2 separate regions of the Mus musculus genome follow, and region 1 is linked to region 2. Evidence: chromatin contacts called from public promoter capture Hi-C data. All regions are on one chromosome and are shown on one strand. Each heading gives the region's core, a stretch centred on a gene start, on an enhancer-like site or on the middle of the called end of the contact. The rest is flanking DNA. Distances are from core to core; before and after follow the strand shown. Region 1 overlaps Ccdc12 (coiled-coil domain containing 12). Region 2 overlaps Setd2 (SET domain containing 2).

Region 1 (2,700 bases), core at 17-2,516, 110 kb before region 2:
GTGGAAAGGGCTGTGCTGAAGCCACTGTCCTGAGGGCAGGACCCAGCCCACGGGGCAGCCGGCACTTACGGATCAGCTCCGCGATGGCTCTCTGGGTCCGCTTTTCTAGCTTCTCTAGCTTCTTGGCCACATCTCTCTTGAGATCCCTGGAACAGGAAAGAGGGGAAACTGAGAAGCTAAGGGCTTTCGTGGTGTGGCCCTGAGATCCTCCTGCAGTGCTTTGATATTTATATCCTCAGCTGCCTGAGATGCTGCCTGCTCTGCTCTTCTGGACCCCAAGACCCATCATTCTTCCCAGCTCCACTGAGATAAGGGGATGTGTACCACAGACCCAGTCAAGGCGGACACTGAGACACATGGTGGCTGGCTCCTTGGGATCCTCCTGTTATGTCCCCACTAAGTCGGCATCGGAGAGGAACTTGCCGTGGCCAACTGCCAGCCCTATTCCACCTCTTGCCACAGCCTCCGACCCCCACTCCTGGGGCTTCCAGAATTCCTAAATTCGGCCCGAGTTCTCTGGCGCTGCAGTTCCTACAGCACACACCTCATGCCTGCTTCATCAAATTAAAGCACTGTGGTAGATCTGTAACCACAGATCTGCAGGTACCAGAAAACAGCCCTGACCTCTGGGACAAGGCACCGAGAGATATGCCTACAGCCTACAGCACCTTCCCTCACCCATTTTCAGAGGGGCTTCCAGGCTTCTGGGCTTGAAGAGATTGGGTTCCCTACTTTACAGTTAAAACAGAGACGTAAGCCCTATCTGACTGTCCATCTGCTTTCTTCCCTGTAGTATCCCGAGCACAAAGGGGACACTACTCAGATGGCCCAGAGCAGGGGACTTTTCACCCCTACAGAAGAGGCTTGAAAGGATGGCTGCTCTTTCATCCCTCGGCCCTCTTCAGCGCTTTACTCTCAGCCATCACCCATGCCTTACTTAGCCCTTAGCCCTGACTCTCTTGGGCAGAGCTGGGCTTGCAGTGCTCGTCCCTACCTGTCCCTTGGCTGTCCTCCCAGCTGAGGCCTGTGACATGCACCAAACACTATCACCCCCACCCCCCAACACTCACCAATCAGGTTTCCGGGGTGCCAGGTTGGCCAGGTCCTAGGGAGAAAGGAGACAACTCATCAGGGCCAAGGCCCAGCCTCAGGGGGAGCGGAGAGCCAGGGCACAGAGGCAGAAAAATGTCGGCAGGCCAGGAAGGCAGTAGGGTGGGAACAGAGACAGTCAGAGAAGGAAGCAGCCCCAGCAGGGAGGGGCCTCCCAGGGACTCACCACTTCCTCAATGACAGGCTCTGGCTTGGCTGCCTCCAGCTGCTCCTTCACCTTCTCCTCCACTAGAGGGCGAAAGAACACAGGCCTGCAATGTGGAAGCTGCCACTCCAGAGAGAACAACCTAAGGGGCCCCAGGGAGGAGCAGGGACCCCACTCAGCAGTAACTCTGGAAGACAAGTCTAGTTTCCTAGGTTGAAGGCAGACCCCAGAGCCCAGAAAGGGACAGAACAGGCTATAGCTGGAGTGGACAAGGTGTCCAGATGTGAAATGGGAGGTGGCTGTGTATATGGGGAGTGTGGCATTAAAGTGAAGGCCCTAGGAATCTCCTCCAGGTCTGGCATGGCTGGAGTCTGGGTGTCTTATCATTCCTTCCATCCCACATCAGACTTACAACAGGCACCTCCCGCCTCCACCATGACCCTAGGTCTCTGAGTGTCCCCTTCTGGGGACCAACAGTGTGGACAGCCTTCAGACCTGTCACGAGGGATGTGTCCCTGTGACCTTCCTTTCTTCTGCCACACTTGAGTCCTGGTGGCCTCCTTGTATAGGACAATGGCCAGTTTCTCATCCCCCTCCTACAGCCTGTGGGACGTCCTTGCCCGACCCTGCCGCTGCTCCACAGGGTGGGGAGAGGATTAGCAAGAAACAACTGGGCAACTGCTGAACTATGATAAGGTATTTATTCATTCATTACTTGTACAAAGAAAAGCTGGTATCAAAATTAAAAACTGGGGCTGGAGAGATGGCTCAGAGGTTAAGAGCACTGACTCTTCTTCCGTTGGTCCTGAGTTCAATTCCCAGCAACCACATGGTGACTCAAAACCATCTGGAATGTGACCTGATGCCTTCTTATGGTGTGTCTGAAGACAGTGACATGTACTAACATAAAATAAATACATTCTTTAAAAAAAAAAATTAAAACCTAAGATTTTTAGATAGGCACGGTAGCACATGCCATTAATCCTAATACTTGGGAGGCTGTGGCAGGTGGGTCTCTGTGAGCTCAAGGCCAGGCCGGTCTACACAGTGAGCTCCAGTGAGACCCTGCCTTAAAACCAAACAAAGCCAGATCCTTCAGAACAGAGGATGGATGACCCTGCTCCTGGACCAGGAGGGTCTCTCTTCATCCTGGGGCTCTCACCCTTTGACTAGGCAGTGGGGAAGCCTGGGCAGGGCTCTCTCTGGCCTCTGTGTTGCTGCTGACTCCTTCCTTGCCTTGCTGCCCAAGTGCCTCAGGTCACTTCTGCTCCTCATGCCCTGAGGGCCTGTGGCCCCTTCAGGATGGCAGGTGCAAGGGCCTCCTTCCTGTGCTCCTGGCCCTTTTATGGTCCCTGAGAAGGTGTGTGAATGCCTCGGAGGCCCTGTCTCTGGCCCTGTAGCTCTTCTCTGAGGGCGACTGGGAAGGACATGGGGGAAAAGGATTC
Region 2 (2,700 bases), core at 176-2,675:
CTCCTGGGCTTTCCCAAGTAGGAGGATCCCACTGAGTCTGTCTAGAAGAAGGTAAGAACAGCCAAGGGGTCATGGGTAAAAGTAACAGACAGCCCTGGCACAGAGCTTAGAAAACGTAATATACAACAGGACACAGATAAGTCAGAAGTGTCAGATTGAGATATATTCTGATAGCTTCTCCTCAGCAATGGCTCTAGCCTAGAGATATATTCAGACACTCCAAAAGAGGGAGTCAGATCTCATTACAGATGGTTGTGAGCCACTATGTGGTTGCTGGGAATTGAACTCAGGACCTCTGGAAGAGCAGTCAGTACTCTTAACCACTGAGCCATCTCTCCAGCCCATCTCTGCTTTTCAAATGGCGCAAATATGCCCTGGGTTTAAAAAGTACACAGAGCCAGGCAGTGGTGGTGCATGCCTTTAATCCCAGCACTCAGGAGGCAGAGACAGGCCAGCCTGGTTTACAGAGTGAGTTCCAGGACATCCAGGGCTACACAGAGAAACCCTGTCTCGAAAAAAAAAAAAGAAAAGTACCCAGAGCAGACAAAAAAACCCAGTAACCACTATACCTATTGTGTACCTGAAGCAAAATAAAAAATAAATAAATAAATAAAGACTATTAAAGACAGAGGCTCCCTATATAGCCTGGGCTGTACTGAAACTCTCTATGAAGACAACCCGCCTTCACTTCCTTTCCAAGTGCTGGGATTAAAGGCATGTACCACCACACCTGGCTTTTTTTTTTTTTTTTTTTTTAAAGCTAGACTTGTAGTCAGGTATTCTCAGCCAAGACTCTGAAGCCAGCTATCATAGAGAATCATAGTTAAAATAGTAAAACTCAAGCTGTGAGGATAGCTTGGTGGATAAAATCACTTTCAAACCAGTCCAACCACCTGACTTCAGTCCTTGCAACTCACATTTAAAAAAAAAAGAAACAAAAACCCAACCAACCCACCAAGCCACCAACCAAACAAAAAACCAAAACCAAACAGGTGCAGGGCTACAGAGATGGCTTTTCGACTAAGTGCACTCATTGCTCTTCCAGAGGCTCCAGGTTCAATTCCCAGCACCCACATGGCAACTCACAGCTGTTTGTAACTCCAGTTCCAGGAGATCTGACACCGTCACACAGATATACACACAGACAAAACACCAATGCACACAAAATAATATTAAAAAATAAACTTTTCCAAGTTGTCCTCTGACATCTACGTGTATGACATAGTACACTGGGCATGCATACATTCACTCTAAATAAATGCAATGGAGTAGATATACCAAAGCATACTTTAAAAGGGCATAATCTAAGGTCTGGCATGCACTTTCAGATGTGACTCTGAAGCTGGGCATGGCAGTGCACACTTCTAGTCCCAGCACTTGAGAGACAGACAGAGAGGATGATCAGGCATTCAAAGCCAATCTGGGCTACATGGATCTATTTCAAAATGAAACAAAGGGCACACACAGGGAGATGGCTCAGTTGGCAAAGTATTCAGGGCATAAGCAAGAGAAGCTGAGTTTAATCCCATGAAACCTCATAAAAAACCGGTCTGTGACATGCTTGTAATACCAGCACTGGGAAAAATAAAAGGTAGATATGAGTGAGTATCTGGAGCCTGATGACTCCCAAGAGAGCTCAATCAGCAAGCCTCAACTGCAAACAGAACACAGTGGATGATTCCTGAGGAAAACCACCACAGGCTGACCTTGAGTAGCTGTGCTTTATAAACCCCTCAAACTCATGTGACCTGGCACCCCTACTTCCTTACCCACATGGGATTTTAGAAATTCAGCAGTCCAACTTTAGATCAGTGAGAAGCCAATAAATATCAAACGTCAGCTGGCAGCATAGCTGCCCAAGTAACAGCAGACGCGGCATGCCCCGCGAGACCCCTTACCTTGTGATCACGTGGTAGTAGTAGATCTTCCCCTCAGGGTCTCGGGCTGTCTTCCAGTTGGGAGGTAAAACAATCGTTTTTGGTTTTGGAGGGGAGGGTGGTGGCAGGTCCAGTAGATTATTTGTTACAACCATTTCAGGCTAAAAAATATATAAATACATTTTTGATCAGTGATATTCCTTTCAATACGTAACAGGGCAAAGTGCCTACTTAAGCAATAAAACATCTAATTTTCCTCAAAAAAGGTAAAGGAAAGGTATGCTATGGGAAATAGTTAACAAGATAATACATATGGGGCTGGTGAGATGGCTCAGTGGGTAAGAGCACCCGACTGCTCTTCCGAAGGTCCAGAGTTCAAATCCCAGCAACCACATGGTGGCTCACAACCATCCGTAACGAGATCTGACTCCCTCTTCTGGAGTGTCTGAAGACAGCTACAATGTACTTCCATATAATAAATAAATAAATCTTTAAAAAAAAAAAAGAAAAGATAATACATATGAAGATCCTTAGGGAACTCCCTAAGCCATAAAAATATCTAACAACCGGTCATTTAGATCAACATCTACCAGCTTCAATACAAACAAACCAACTAGCATTGACAAAAAAAAGTCACTGCTAACAGCATACAAAACTCCGTATTAGAGCACAGTGGCTAAGAGCACTTGCTTTTCTTGTAGAAAAACCGGGTTTGATGCCCAGTCCCCGGGGGATCTGATGCCGCCTTGTAATCTCTGTGGTACTAGACACAGACATACATAAACAGACCTGGACGGCAGAATGGTAACATTCAACCTACTCT

Evidence for each region. Capture Hi-C pulls out chosen DNA fragments and counts their contacts.
Region 1: a contact with region 2 is called in a promoter capture Hi-C map of adipose tissue. The contact joins two enhancer-like sites. A contact is called at or near these places in 14 of 39 promoter capture datasets (the 3T3-L1 cell line, 3T3-L1-derived adipocytes, the C10 cell line and 10 more), 2 of 15 datasets of contacts at CTCF or cohesin (large pre-B cells and pro-B cells), 1 of 484 Hi-C or Micro-C datasets (bone marrow-derived macrophages), 8 of 115 datasets of contacts at active chromatin or transcription factors (the HPC-7 cell line, bone marrow-derived macrophages, embryonic stem cells and 2 more) and 3 of 9 other capture datasets (adipose tissue, liver and pancreatic islet).

What each region holds. Positions count from the first base shown.
Region 1 is chr9:110,708,532-110,711,231 of GRCm38.p6, reverse strand. Ccdc12 (coiled-coil domain containing 12) reads right to left here. Exons shown (of 7, transcript NM_028312.3): 4 at 1,277-1,338; 5 at 1,071-1,105; 6 at 70-146. Among named protein-coding and RNA genes, the nearest start is that of Gm35775, 32 kb to the left of the region's middle. Within about 2 kb of position 1,266, at least 207 of the 459 cell types and tissues checked have an H3K27ac peak or open chromatin away from gene starts, as enhancers often do. A contact at or near this core is called in adipose tissue, where this site is marked.
Region 2 is chr9:110,601,461-110,604,160 of GRCm38.p6, reverse strand. It overlaps Setd2 (SET domain containing 2), which reads right to left. Exons shown (of 21, transcript NM_001081340.2): 17 at 1,899-2,038; 18 at 1-41. Among named protein-coding and RNA genes, the nearest start is that of Nradd, 22 kb to the left of the region's middle. Within about 2 kb of position 1,425, at least 4 of the 459 cell types and tissues checked have an H3K27ac peak or open chromatin away from gene starts, as enhancers often do. A contact at or near this core is called in adipose tissue, where this site is marked.